3 separate regions of the Mus musculus genome follow, and all the other regions are linked to region 3. Evidence: chromatin contacts called from public Hi-C and HiChIP or PLAC-seq data. All regions are on one chromosome and are shown on one strand. The core of a region is the stretch at or near the end of the contact, and the rest is flanking DNA. Distances in the headings are between cores, read along the strand shown. Region 1 holds the start of Magoh (mago homolog, exon junction complex core component). Region 2 holds the start of Osbpl9 (oxysterol binding protein-like 9). Region 3 holds the start of Gpx7 (glutathione peroxidase 7).

Region 1 (4,578 bases), core at 1,921-4,420, 530 kb before region 3:
CCACCCTCCAAATTACCATATTTGGTGTAATAGTAGGGCATGTAAAGTTATTGGGTCCCATTAACCATTTCTGCTCTTGTCATGTCATTCCGGGTTCCGTTAGCTCCCGTACTCGGCAATCCAGCTTCTTCCAGAGGCAGAGGGGCTGAAGGAAGTGTGCTCCATTTCACTAGCTGTACTGACATCATCCACATGTGGACATTTGTAATATCAGTACACTATTTCTAGAGAGATTAAATTCATTTTTTAAAATCTGTTTTGTTTCCTTGTGGTGATTTGATGGTGGTGGGGAGGTGTGAGCTCTCACATGCTAACCCCCTCATGTATACCAAAGGTTTTGCACAAACATCTCGATCTTAGCAGTAAGTACTCAGTATTATCCACTCCCGTTTTATAAAGACATGGGTGAAGTTACAGCTCAAAGCCACAGAGTTCTTTTTGGTAGTCCTAAAGAACAACAGACTATTCTCTGCCTAGATTTTCTTCCTGCTTGTTAAGAACTCAATTTAGGTAGTGTCTCTCCCAGGAAGTAACGTCTTGTCTGTCTGGGTTAGAAAACTCCGTATTTCCATTATGACTTTTGTTCACGTGCAGCCCAGTCTTTCTGAGCTGCCACTTTTCTCATGCCCCTGAGGTGACTTTACCAAGGCCTCCTTGTAGACACTCCAGTCCTTTTCTTCCTTGACCTAGGAGCAGTATTTTATACTAGGCCACTCTTCCTGGAATACTCTTATTTTGGCTTCTATGGCTCCATATGCCTGGTTTCTCCCTTACAGCTTTGGCCACAGCTTAGTCTCCTTTGCCTACTGTGTTAGTCAGGGTTCTCTAGAGTCAGAGAACTTATGCCTCGTCTCTATATAGTAAGCGGATTGGTTTGTCTGTAGTCCAACTCCAAGGATTTAGCAGTTGCTCAGTCCCACAAGGCAAGCAGAAGAAGAATGTCCTTATGTAGGTCTCCACATTAAAGGTGTGTACCACCACACCTGGATCTAGGGGAAGAAGAGTGAATCTTCCTTCTTCCAATGTCCTTATGTAGGTCTCCAGCAGAAGGTGTGGCCTAGATTAAAGGTGTGTACCACCATGCCTGGATCTAAGACTTGCTTTGTCGCAGATGACCTTGAACTCAGATCTCCTTGCCTTAATCTCCTGGGATTCATAGCCACTATGCCTCATGATCTCCATGCCAAGACCAGGTCGGAAACTTGTATCTCCCAGCCTCAAGATCAGGACCATAGGTGAGCCTTCCAATTCTGGATTGTAATTCATTTTGAATATAGTCAAGTTGACAACCAGGAATAGCCATTACACCTACCCTTTATGTTAAGGTATTTCACTTCAAATCCACTCATTTTCCAGTTTGCAGCCACTACCTACACATGGGTCATCACCACCACAGTACTACCTTCATGGATTTCCTTAACGACTACCTATCTCCATAACAATTGCACTTCTGGCCTTCCTATTTTCCAGTCGGCTTACATGACAACCAAAGTGATCTTTCTAAAGTGCAGTAGGAGCCAGGCAAGGTGGTGGCACACGCCTTTAATACCAGGACTCCTCTAGAGTCCTGCAAAGGCAGGTGGATATCTGTACCCCAGCCCAGTCTGGCCAATATAGTGAGTTTCAGGCCAGCCAGGGCTACACAGCCAGACCCTGTCTCAGAGAACAAGAAACAAACCAGTGGCAGGGCAGAGAGTGGTGAGACGACATCTCTGGTAACGATGTGTGTCAATTCTTTTTTTTTGAGACAGGGTTTCTCTGGCTGTCCTGGATCTCACTCGGTAGACCAGGTTGCCCTCGAACTCAGAAATCCGCCTGCCTCTGCCTCCTGAGTGCTGGGATTAAAGGCATGTGCCACCACACCTGTCGTGTGTCAATCTTCTATGACTAGAATTTACCGTATTTCACCTACTTGACCTTAAAATTCCCGCACCAGAAATTTGACCTTTCACAGAGGTCAACTTTGGCTCTTGAAAATGAACCTCTTGGGTAGTGGTCTCCACATTTGACCCACCTCGTTTTTGTTTCAGTTTGTGTGTGTGTATCTTACTTGGTAGTCCTGACTGGCCTGGAACTCACTATGCAAAGAGCAGTCTAGGCTTAAACTCACAGAGGTCTACTCCACTCTGCCTCTGAAGTGCTGGGATCAAAGGCATTGGCCACCATGCCCAGTTCTCACCTGGGTATTTTTTTAGAGGCTTCAGTGAAACTGGATTCTGTCAGCATGTGGCTAGGGCTGAGAATCGCTGCTAAATAAGATGACCAGTAGGAGCCGGGCGGTGGTGGCGCACACCTTTAATCCCAGCACTTGGCAGAGGCAGGTGGATTTCTGAGTTTGAGGCCAGCCTGGTCTACAGAGTCAGTTCCAGGACAGCCGGGGCTACACAGAGAAACCCTGTCTCGAAAAACAAAACAAAACAAGACAAAAAAGCCTAGTAGGGATCCAACATTCATTTAACCGACCCACAACACCTATCTAGACATGTTAGCTTGAAAGGGAAGAATGAAAGGCAACTCGTTCATGAGTGGTGACCCTCGTGAGGATGAGGTAGGAGGGTTTGTGGTTTCAGGTCAGTCTGGATCAGGTAGCAGTACTCTGCCTACACGTAAAATAAAGAAATAGCAGAAAGGGATGTTAGCTAAATGCAGGCAAGTTTCAGGCAACATTGTGGAATGGGAAAGGAGTCATTCTTAAAAGACAGCTAAGTAAAGCCAACTTTATTTTTCGGGACAGGGTCTTAGTATGCAGCCACTGGTCTCAAACTCTCATTACGCTCTTTAGACATTTACTACTAATCTCCCGCCTCAGAGCCACCTCCTGATCTACACACTGGGGAGTGGAAGAAGGCGGGGGATGGGGGTGGCAGCGTACTCATAGATGAGCAAATCATTTTGCCTCCTTTTACTGTGGAAACCCATCTAGGTTCAGAGTGTGAATAACCTCGTTCGACTCACTTGTCTCTTTAAATTGAGGTTGCGCCTGACAGGACTCTAGCGCTCAGTGTTGGGCTGAAACCCAGATGCAGTTCTCGGATCCCAAGATCTTCCAGAACTCTCGATATACAACCAAGGGGGCGTGGCGATCTTGACCCAGCGTCTAGGGGAGGGGGCGTGGTAATCTCGTTCCCGCCTCCGGAGAGTGAGAAACTCTTAGTGTCGCGGTGGCAGACGTCATTTCCGCGCGCCACCATTACGCCAGTATAAGACGTAGACCGCAGGCCGTGGTAGTGTCATCCGTTCCTAAAGTTCCGTCCTCCTTGTCCCTTGCGAGGCATGGAGAGTGACTTTTACCTGCGTTACTACGTGGGCCACAAAGGCAAGTTCGGTCATGAGTTCCTGGAGTTTGAATTCCGACCTGACGGTAAGAGCGGCCTCCCGGCTGCGGGCAGTGGGACCGGCCCCGGGGAGGGCGGAGAGAAGGCGGGCTGCGGAATGTGGCGAAGCGAAGCAAGGGACGCCGACCACCGTGCTGTTGGGTCGTGAAAGAGGCATTCTTTTGTCGGCTTCATTGGTTCTTTCTCTTCATCCGCTGGCGATTCTCCTTCGTAGCTTTTTAAAAAGCCAGGTTGCTTACATTCAACAAAGATTTAATGTCCATCTGAGAATGGGCTGTTTGTTTTCCAGTCTGGGGACAGAGCAACAAAAATAAATTTTCCCCTCTCGTGGAACATGTGTTTCAGAGCCGGAAGAAACCACAGCGATCTCTTGTAGTGTGGAGTGATCAAAAAGTAAGGTCGCTTTTAAAGAGCAGTCTGAGGAGTGTGAATTTGAATTAAGCCGTAATTGAAAAGGGATCAATTTTTGAAGTACAGGAAGAAAAGCATCTACAGGAGTAGCAAGTGTCATAGGACCTCAAAGAGCCAGACATATCCAGGTGGTCACTGGGGTGACTGAGAGACAGTAGTAGGGGGTGATGTTAGTCAAGAGCCTCGCTATACAGGTGTTTGTAGTGCTTGCTTGCATACAGCTTCCTTAGTTTTCAAAGTCCTTTCCCAACCCAGTTGAACATCAGCATGTTCTTCTCTGTGCAGCTAAGATAGCATTAAAATTCCTGTTTACAGCTGAGAACGTGTTCTTTTGCTACATCATGGCAGCCTTTTCCCGGGACTCTAGTTTACTGTCAGGTCCTTCTTCTGTTGTTCAGTAGTTTCAAGTGAAGTACCAAAAACACTACTATCACAGCTGGGAAATGGGTTGAAACATTCGATATAATTTAGGCAAAGCTCATATTCTTTGGAGGGTAATGGTGCTTTGTTCATGTTTTCTAATACGTTGCATTCTTTTTTTTTTTTCTTTTTTCTTCCGAAGGTAAATTGCGATACGCCAACAACAGCAATTACAAAAATGACGTCATGATCAGGAAAGAGGTACAGACCTTTCCTTCACTACGACTTAGCCTTTGGTTTCCCATTGCTTATGTTCTCTCTGGTAATGAAAGATGAAGTGTAGGAAGCGAGCACTTATTTCTAAGCAGCTAGATTATTTCTCTGATTCACTCCCCCCCCCCCCCCAGTGCTGAATCAAAAGCTAGTAAGTGTTTGAAATCTGTGTGTCTTGGTTTGTACCCTCGGTGTGCCC
Region 2 (4,564 bases), core at 1,228-3,727, 800 kb after region 3:
TACACGCAAATTACAGATAGACCCATCAGAACGCTAATGCACTCAAACTGTGACAGAACTCACTGCCTACCTTCAATCCGACTCCTACTCTCTCCTTGTGATTACCACTCTAGCTTCACAAGATAGTACAATTCCCTGTAAGTAAACAACAGGAGAAATGTTTTAAAACAGCCATCATTGAGAAATATGATCCCCTCTTCCTCTGACAAAGATAATGCTTTAGAGAATCTAATCTCAGAAGGCAGGTATTAAGGAAGAAGAAAGACGTCTATGAAAAACTTCTATTTAGTCAGAAGGACAAGGAGTTCAAACTCTCTAAATCTACAGGACAAGAAGACATAAAAGATTTAAAAAAAAAATCAGGAAAGAAAGAAAACAAGGAAAAAGGATATTTTTATCTGGGCTAAGGGCTCCCTAGAATTTTAACTCTAGGATGGCCCTAGACTCAGACCACACAAATTTTGGGATTTGAAGAGTAACTTAATTCTACAGTGCTACTAATTACTCCATCATGAATATGCTGGCTAGGATCCATAGAGTTTGCTGATTATCACATTTAGTGAAATTTGATATTATTCTTTATTTATCTTAGTCGTGGGATTTCATAATTCTTCAGTTTTTCAAGATAAAATGTGTAGTTGTTCCTTTTCCATCTGACATAGTATGATGTGTGTGTGTTTTTTGTTTTTTAATATATTTGGTTGGGGGTTGTTTTTTGGTTTTGTTTGTTTTGGGGTGTTGTTTGTTTTGTTTTGAGACAGGGTCTCTTTAGGTACACTGACCTGGCTTGACCTTAAAATTAAGAGGCTACATATACAAGCTACTGTATTCAGCTTTGAACAATATGTTTGTGTCTCATTAAAATTTGATCCTTTAAAAATTACGTAGAAGAGAGGCTAGGAATGTGGGTCAGTGGTAAAGTGTTGACCTAGCATTTTCGAGGCCCTGGGCTCCATCAAAAATAAAAATAATAAAGACACAGAGAACATAAGTTCATATCCAAAGAATGATAAAGGTGACCAACGCTTGTAGTTTGGCAGACCTGCCTAACAGCATGTACTTTTCTACTTCCTGTAGCAAAAGAGAAATTTAATGGGAAGCCTGACTCCACCACTTACAGCTGTGTATGTGATCTTGAGCTAATTACTTAAAAGCCTGGAGTCTCAGATTCCAAAACTGTAAAATGGGAGCATTAAATGGGAATAATGAATACCTACCTTGCAAATTTATTAAGAGTAAATGAATTAAGGTGCCCACTAGACTACACTAAAAGCTCGAGAAGAGAGGCAGCGTCTACACAGCTGTCGATTCTTGCTGGAATGAAGACCCGCAGGACAGGAACTCAATGATATTTTTAAATGAATGAATAACTATGTGTCCCTACTTCCCTCATCCACACTAACTCTTCTCCCATAATCGTATTTCTTCGTTTTTCTTCTATCATTTTCTAAAGCCTTCAAGACATTCTATATTTTGTCCTTCTGGGTGCTTTTCTTCTTCTCACGGGCTATTATTAACAATACAGCTCAAAGAAAGTGGCCCCGTTAGTAATTTCTCCAACACCGCCCACCTTCCATTTCTAATGCGAAGGAGGTGGAAGAGGCGGTCAGAACATAGGCTCCACAGCATTTCATCTACCTACCCTGGGCCACTAACTCGCGTCAACAACAGCGAAGTCGGTCCTCTCCAGAACACAACTTTCAGGGCAACTGCACCATCTCTTTCTACATCTCCGCAACCAGAAGACTCGCGCAGAGGGAATCCTCTGCTCTCAAAAGTTACGGAGTCCGTTACACTCGTGCCCCGCTGGAAAGAGGGGTGCATCCCCACAGTAGGACAGCCTTGCTGGACAGACTGATGGGATTTCAGAGCCCACGGTGTGGACGCGGGTCACCTTTGGACCTGGCCAGGTTCCTCTGACCACTGCTCCGAGAAGGCAGCGCTCTTCGAGCCCTGGAGGGAAGCTAAGGGGTGCGGCCAGTGCCCGGGCTGGGGACAGGAGAGACGCACAGTGTGGACAGCTAGGCTGACCTGCCACACCGGGACTACGCCCACCCGTACCTCGTCTCAGCGCAGACCCTACCTAGTCACAGAACCACTCCCTGAGACACCCGGCTCGCCCCCGGCCCATAAATCAGCCGGCCGGCGCTGCTCACTGGCTGGGTCCGCATCTCCCTTCTGGTCATTGGCTACCCGCACGCAAAGCCCTCCTCCACAAGGGAACCTCGCGTACGGCGGTCTCTCAGCGGAGCACCCCCGCCCCGGCTCCGCGTAGCTCGCCGTCCCAGCAGCGCGGCCTCAGCCACTCACCGTGTAGTAGGAGAGCAGCCCTGCATTGTAGTCCAGCACGAACCAACGATACTGCCATCCCTTCATCACGTTAGTCCATTTGCTCAGCGGCCCTTCCACGATGGACGCCATCTTGGGAGCCGCCAATGACAACAAACGGCCTGACGTCAGTCGCCTATATGGCATTCGGCATGCAGGGGGCGGGGTCTCCGAGAGCCTAGGCGGGACCAGGGCGTGAGTGGGCGGGGCCAGGTGCGGCTCCTCTGTGCAGCTGGTGGACCCACGCCCCTGGCAATCCTAGTCAAGCATGCTTTGTTTCTTTCTCTCTTCGCCTATTGTGTATAGGGCGGGCTGTTATGGAGGCAGAAAACTGAGAAAGCGAGCGTGAATATTTAGATTATTTATCCAAAACAGGCGTGAAGGTGGATACCTGTAATCCCAGCACTTGGGAGACCAGAGGATCGGTAGTTCAAAGCCAGACTCAGCTAAGTAAGACTGACAAAAAAAAGAAAAGAAAAAAAGGAGAGAAGGAGAAAAGGGGAGTGGGGGGACAGAGAGACGGAGGGGAGGGGGGTTTAGAGGTGGGTGTAAGGGAGGGAGGGAGAGACAGACAGACAGAGAGAATAAGAGAAAAACATCTTCAAGAGGATCTGGAGGGTAGGGGAGCACACAACTGCCTGTAACTCCAGGCCATCAGAACTGAGGGTACCAGCACTTAGGAGCAAATATTCCCACCCCACTCAGACATACTCACTAAAGTACATATAACTAAAACTAAATTTTTTTTTTGTAAGTTCAAGATAATCCTTGACTACATAATGAGTTTGAGAGTAGTGGGTGCTACATAAAACTTTTTTTTAAATTGTAACATAAGTTTTGTTGGGTTTTTTGTTTTTTTTTTTTTTTTTTTTTTTTTTTGGAGACAGAGTCTCTTTTGCAGCCTTGGCTGTTCTGGTATTTGCTATATATAGGTAGACCAGGCTGTCCTCTAACTCACAGAGATCTGTCTGCTTCTGGGCTTGGGTTAAAGGTGAGAGCCACCACACCTGGCCAAAGAATTCTATATTTAAGAACCTAGTGATTGGGAAAGCTGGAGAGATGGCTCATCATCGGGTAAGCACTGACTGCTCTTGCAGAGGTCCTGAGTTCAATTCCCAGCAACCACAGGGTGGCTCACAACCATTTGTAATGAGATCTGATTCCCTCTTCTGGTGTGTCTGAAGACCAACTGTGTACTCACATACATAAAATAAATAAATAAATCTAGAAAAAGAAGGGGAAGAAGAACCCAGTGATCCTCTTTTGGCCTCCCTGGCCCCAGACATGTATGTAGTACACAGATATGCATGCAGGCAAAAAGAACTCATATACTTCTTGTTTTGTTTTGTTGTTTTACTGTAGAGAAAAATCTAGGGCTTTGTGCATGCCAGGAGAACATTCTACCCCTGCTATATTAGTCAGGGATCTTTAGAGTAAAAATACTTACAGAATGAATATATTTGTGTATATATAGAGAGATCGATAGATATACACACACACACAGAGTGGGATTTATTACAGGATGTGATTAAGCAAAGACAACAATGGCTGCCTATGCATAGAAAATCCAAGAAACTAGTAATTGGATGTCTCAGCTAGCTAGTCTTCTGTGTATGCCAAAATCTGGAAAGAATAGGCCCTAATGCCAGTGAAGTAATGGACTTGCTAGCAAAAGTGAGAGACGTAGGCAGAAAAGGAGAAAGCGTCCTTCTTGATGCCCTATTTATAGGTTTCCAGGAGAAAGTGTGGCTCAGACTAGAGGTGGATCTTCCCACTTCATATCATCCAGTTAAGCAAAAATCTACCACAGGTGTGCCCAGCCATGTTTGGATTTTAGTTAATTCCCGATGTAGTCAAGTTGACAACCAAGAATAGCTATCAGACCTGCCTTTTCTTAAGAAAACATAGATCATTCTTGACACCTCACAAGAGACCACCCCCAATGTCCATTTATGTATTTGTTACACAAACCACACACTTAATAACCATAGTCTGGGAATATAGCCCAGTAGCAGAGTGCTTGCCCAACATATGTGAGTCCCTAAATTCAACTCCCAGAATCAGGGGACTGTACTTAAGCACACATGCTGTTTTGCTCTATGCACTCTTTTAAGGCTTTGAGAACATTTGCAGAAGGTAGAAAGGAAGGCAAGGATAAACAACAAAATCTTTGATGTGTGAGTTACAAATTGTTAAGTGCTATGGGAAAAAAAATAAAGGGAAGAGGGGTTGGGCC
Region 3 (4,539 bases), core at 785-3,284:
ATGAGTTCAAGACCAGCCTGGCCAACTTGAGCTCATTACCTCACATAGCCGTAGCTGGCCTGCGACTTGCTATGTTGACCAGATTGGCTTTGAACTCACAAATATCTGCTTGCTTCTGCCACCCAAGTGCTAGGATTAATTGTGTGTAGGCTAATTCTATATCCTATACCTTTTAGTATTTTTAAAGCTTTTTTGTTTTGTTTATTTATTTATTTATTTTTGAGACAGGTTTTCTGTGTGTAAGAGCCCTGAGTGTTCTGGAAGATTCTGTAGATCAGACTGGCCTGTAATTCAGAGATCTCCCTGCTTCTGCTTCCCAAGTGCCGGGATTAAAGGCATGCACCACACACCCGGCCTTTTTTTAAAGCTCTCATTGCTATTGGGATTGGCTGGTTCAGTTTTCAGTGCCTTATTTATTGTCTCTTCTCCCTATAAACTTGATTAAAACATGAACGTGTTTTAATCACCATCTGTCTACCTTCATTACAGGCCTTCCCTGACTAGTAAATGGCCTTGCTCTTTGCTGCCGTTTGTCTGGAGTCTTGGATGCTGTCATTGACAAGACCTGTCATCCATACAGAGCGCCTAAAGCTTACCTAATGTTTCTACACTGTTTTCTCTCTTGAAACTTACAGCACACTGGTCAGGGCAAGGACTCTCAGTGTAATCGAGAACAACAAGGCTATTGAGAATAGTTTTGCCCCTAAAGATACTCTTGCTTGCAAGAAAAGCCTACTGAACCATCCAACTCTGGATGATGGGGTCACAAGTCAGTTAGTGTTCAATAGCAGTCTTCACACCAGGATCTCCAACTCCAACTCAAGAGACAAAAGGTTCTTTGAAGGATTTTTAAAAATTAATTAATTACCTTTTTTTTTTTTTTTTTTTTTTTAAAGATAGGGTCTCACCATGTAGCCCTGGCTTTCTGGATCGCCCAATGTAGATAGACACTAAATTGGTCTTGAACTCACAGACTCTCTTCCTTCAGCATGCTGGGATTAAAGGTGTGTGCTACCATGCTCCTCTCTTGAGAAGATTCTTCATCGCACCAGAGTCTCTGAACTTTACAGTTCAAAGTCTCCCTGGCAGTCAGCCTCATCTAACACCGGTTAGTCTAGCAGTTTGTATCTCTCAAGTACCCGCTGCTGAAATCCCTGGTCCACCCTGACCTTTCTTGTTGTTTTGCTTCTGTGTCTGGACTTGGCCAGCTCTCTCTGTCTGGATTGATCTGTCTTGCTCAAGTTTTATTTAAAAGACCCAATCCTGACACACTTCCTTCTTACTGTGATTCGCCTAGTGAGTAGGGCAGGCCCATTAGCAACTCCATCACAACTGCCCTCTAAGGGGTGGGTCTTAGGAGGATCAAGGATGGGAAGGGTGTATAGGGGGTTCTCTTACAACTTGGATTGCTTTCCACTGTTGTATCTTTGCTCTCAGGGCCTGAGGGTGGATTCTAAGAATCATGAAAAGGTCCATTTTTGATGGTCACTCCCTCCACTGCACATTTGTCTCTCTGCGTTCTCATTGGACCCACTGTTACAGGAGCAGAAGCTGGACTGGACCGGCAAAGGGCCATAAAGGCTAGGGTTTCTTTTCCACTTGGGAGAGGCAAAGCGGAGAGCGGAGGGCATTCACCTTCCGGGTGAGATCCTGAGCCTCGCAGAGCGCAGTCAGCGCGGGTGGCTCCTAAGCTGTGCCACGTAGCCGCAGGCCTGAGTGGGCAAGGGTTTGGGAGCGCCGGTTGCACCGATCTCGCGGCTGGGATGAGCAGGGTGGTGTCCGAGCTGTGGCACACCCGAGAGTAGCATCCCCACGGAGCCCCTCCCTCCCCTCCGCGCCAGGCCCGCAAGGAATCGTCACTCACCGAGCCACGGTACTTCTCCAGCGACACCAGCTTGCCCCGGATGTTGACCGCCTTGAAGTCGTAGAAGTCCTGCTCGGATTGCGCGCAGGCCGCGGCCCACAGGAGCAGCCACGCCGTCGCCACAGCTGCAACCATGGTTCACTCCCGAGGTGGCGACTTGGCGAGGGCAAAGACAAGGCGGAGGGGACCCCGCCGTGTGGGGCGGGAGGAGGCGGCCCGCTGGGCAGGACGCGCCCCCTTCTCAGTCGTCTCTGCAGGCGCAGAGTCCCGGCTCTGGACCTCAGTTTCCCTAGCTGCTCTGCGCTGGTTAGCTTCAGATCGCAGGATCCTGTTTTCTTGAGGCTGAGACCAAAATTCGCTCAAACTCAAGCTCAGGGCGCAGAGACTTAATAGGGAGATAGCGGAGAAAAATCTGTGAGGATTAGCTTCTAGTGCCTGGCCTTAGGCGGATCGCTCCACCACTCTGAGCCCCAGTTTCTTTACGGGAATATTACCTAGTGTAGAATTGGGAGTACTGGACTGTAACGGGAAAGTGCTGGAAAACAATTTGATAGCTGAACGATGCGTACAAACTTTAGGTTAATGGATGTAGTGTTTCCCCAAAGTCAGACAAGTGTGGGAGACAAGTCTGCTGCGGTTTGGATTCCAGCAGTGCATGGGGGTTAGGAGAGCTTGCCTATCTAGTCAGTCACTGGATTATTGCCTCCTTACTGGAGGTGCAGCAGGAGCCAAGAAGGCCCGGTATCTCCAGCAGCTGACAGTTAAAAGCTCTTTGTGGACACAAACGTGGGTAGCAGCTGCAATCTCAAGTTAGTGACAAGAGATCTCAATAGCAAGCTACAGCGTTTCCCAGGCGCAGAAAAACGTCTATGACACCCATAAAGGGCCAAGCATCCGGTGGCGACTTAGTATGAGTTAACACACATTTGGAGTACCTGTTCTATGCCAAGTTCAGCTCTAGCCCCCCACCCCCCACCCCCCACCCCCCACCCCCACCCCCCGTGCAGTGAGGGAAAACATGTGGGCTTCCTATTCAGAGGGAGATAGGACACTAAAAATTTTACAGTTAACTCCAAAACTACAGTTGTGGCCGGTACAGTACCACCTAATAAAGTCGAGGTTGTGTGTGGGCAAACGAAAGGAGGTTTGAACTGAACTCTTGACAAATGAATAGAAATTATTCAGGTAAAAGCAGAAAGTTGTACAAGGCCTCCTGGGAGAGTGAAACATGATACAATGGGCAACAAAGACTAGTTTGGCTGACATGAAAGTACGCTTGGGGGTGGGGGAGGGGAGGTAGTCGTGAGGCCACACAGCCTCCGAGGGCCACAATAAAGTTTACAGGCTTGCCCTACATGATAGCCAATGTCTTTAATCCCAGCATTTGGAGGACAGAGGCGGGCAGATCTCTGAGTTAGTGGGCAACCTGGTCTATATAGTACCAGGCCAGCTGTGTGTGACTTAATAGGGAGACATCGTATTAAAAAAAATTACAAGCCTTAAACTAAGAAATAAAGTTTTGGGTTTTTTTTGTTGTTGTTGTTGTTTGTTACTATTAGCTAAAGCATCTTAGTGAGGCCCACATATAGCAGATAGATCCCTCTGGCTTTTTTGTGGTACTCAGACAGGAAAAGGCAGGAGCAGATGCTGGAAAGAAGAGACCGAGGAGCTTTAAGGTCCGGTGATGATCACAGCAGAGAACATAGTGGGAGAGGAATGGGAGTTAAAGTTGGGCAGGTTTAGTGAAGGCTTGGGGGGGGGGCGGGGGGGGGGAGCAGTGAGGGGAGGGGTTGGCTGCTTGGATTAAGAAGGGGTGAGGCAGATGAGCCTGGGGGAGTCTTCAGGGCCAGCTGGGGAAAGGCTATGAGTGCCACATCACAAGGCTAGCAGAGTTGTTTGTACACAAGGTGACATGGTATGATCTGAACTCCCAGCCCTCAGATTTCAGAGTATGCTATCTTTCTCCACCACCAACATGGCTTCTCTCTGCAGGAGCAGACTACTTGGCCAGTAGAGGTGGGGTACAGGACAAAGGTGCTCCAGGCAAGGTGAAGGCCTAAGCAAGCTTCCCTACCCTTCTGCCTCCTTATCTTTTGGGCGTCGTGAGGCTTAAGATGGTCTTGTTAGCGTAAGCAGTGAAGCTGACAGTAATGTATAGTTGTCCATTTCCACAGCTGCCTTGCCCTCCAAGGAAAGCCCATGTCTGGATCCTCCCTGTGACCTTTCTTCGTACACAAGATACTCAGTAAATGTTTATTTTTTTGTAAAGTTCCTGGTGACTTCTGCTCTGTGTTCACGCTAGAATTGATATGTGAGGCTGATGACGTTAGCCAACAGAATATAATCCTTAACTTTATTTTCAGCCTGCTACATAGTTCTGGTGTTTTTAAGGAAGCATAGTTATTTCTGGGTGGCACAGTTAACAACTGGAAGACTCAAAGACAGAGGCAAATCGCACTAAATCTCAGAGGAGCACTTGAAAGGGTTGGAGGCTTGCTGTGGGATCCCTAGCTCTCTTCTTTCCTACAATAAAGTTCAAAGACGTTATTCATGGCCATTTAAGATGCTCAATTTGTTCATCAGACTCTTGAGTATCTAATGCAGAACTATTTTAAGAGCTTTTAATATAGTGAAAAAATAAAATAAAAATATTGAATTTACATTCCTGTAGGAGG

The links. A called contact is a pair of places that touch in the nucleus more often than the background predicts. HiChIP or PLAC-seq counts read pairs in DNA pulled down with a chosen protein or histone mark.
Region 1: a contact with region 3 is called in a Hi-C map of uterus, with 8 times the contacts expected there. The contact joins the promoter of Magoh here to the promoter of Gpx7 in region 3. A contact is called at or near these places in 1 of 484 Hi-C or Micro-C datasets (uterus) and 3 of 115 datasets of contacts at active chromatin or transcription factors (bone marrow-derived macrophages, embryonic stem cells and stem cell-derived neural progenitor cells).
Region 2: an H3K4me3 HiChIP or PLAC-seq map of bone marrow-derived macrophages shows a contact between it and region 3, with 4 times the contacts expected there. The contact joins the promoter of Osbpl9 here to the promoter of Gpx7 in region 3. A contact is called at or near these places in 2 of 39 promoter capture datasets (both in liver) and 1 of 115 datasets of contacts at active chromatin or transcription factors (bone marrow-derived macrophages).

What each region holds. Positions count from the first base shown.
Region 1 is chr4:107,876,585-107,881,162 of GRCm38.p6, forward strand. Magoh (mago homolog, exon junction complex core component) reads left to right here and starts at 3,171. Exons shown (of 5, transcript NM_001282737.1): 1 at 3,171-3,361; 2 at 4,309-4,367. The coding sequence starts at 3,274. Lrp8 (low density lipoprotein receptor-related protein 8, apolipoprotein e receptor) reads left to right here. Exons shown (of 20, transcript NM_053073.3): 20 at 1-256.
Region 2 is chr4:109,199,795-109,204,358 of GRCm38.p6, forward strand. Osbpl9 (oxysterol binding protein-like 9) reads right to left here and starts at 2,478. Exons shown (of 24, transcript NM_001368727.1): 1 at 2,311-2,478. The coding sequence starts at 2,421. It overlaps Gm46867 (a long non-coding RNA gene), which reads left to right and starts at 2,399. Exons shown (of 3, transcript XR_001784406.1): 1 at 2,399-2,455.
Region 3 is chr4:108,404,679-108,409,217 of GRCm38.p6, forward strand. Gpx7 (glutathione peroxidase 7) reads right to left here and starts at 2,035. Exons shown (of 3, transcript NM_024198.3): 1 at 1,865-2,035. The coding sequence starts at 1,999. Gm32297 (a long non-coding RNA gene) reads left to right here. Exons shown (of 6, transcript XR_003955247.1): 5 at 897-1,108; 6 at 1,438-1,869.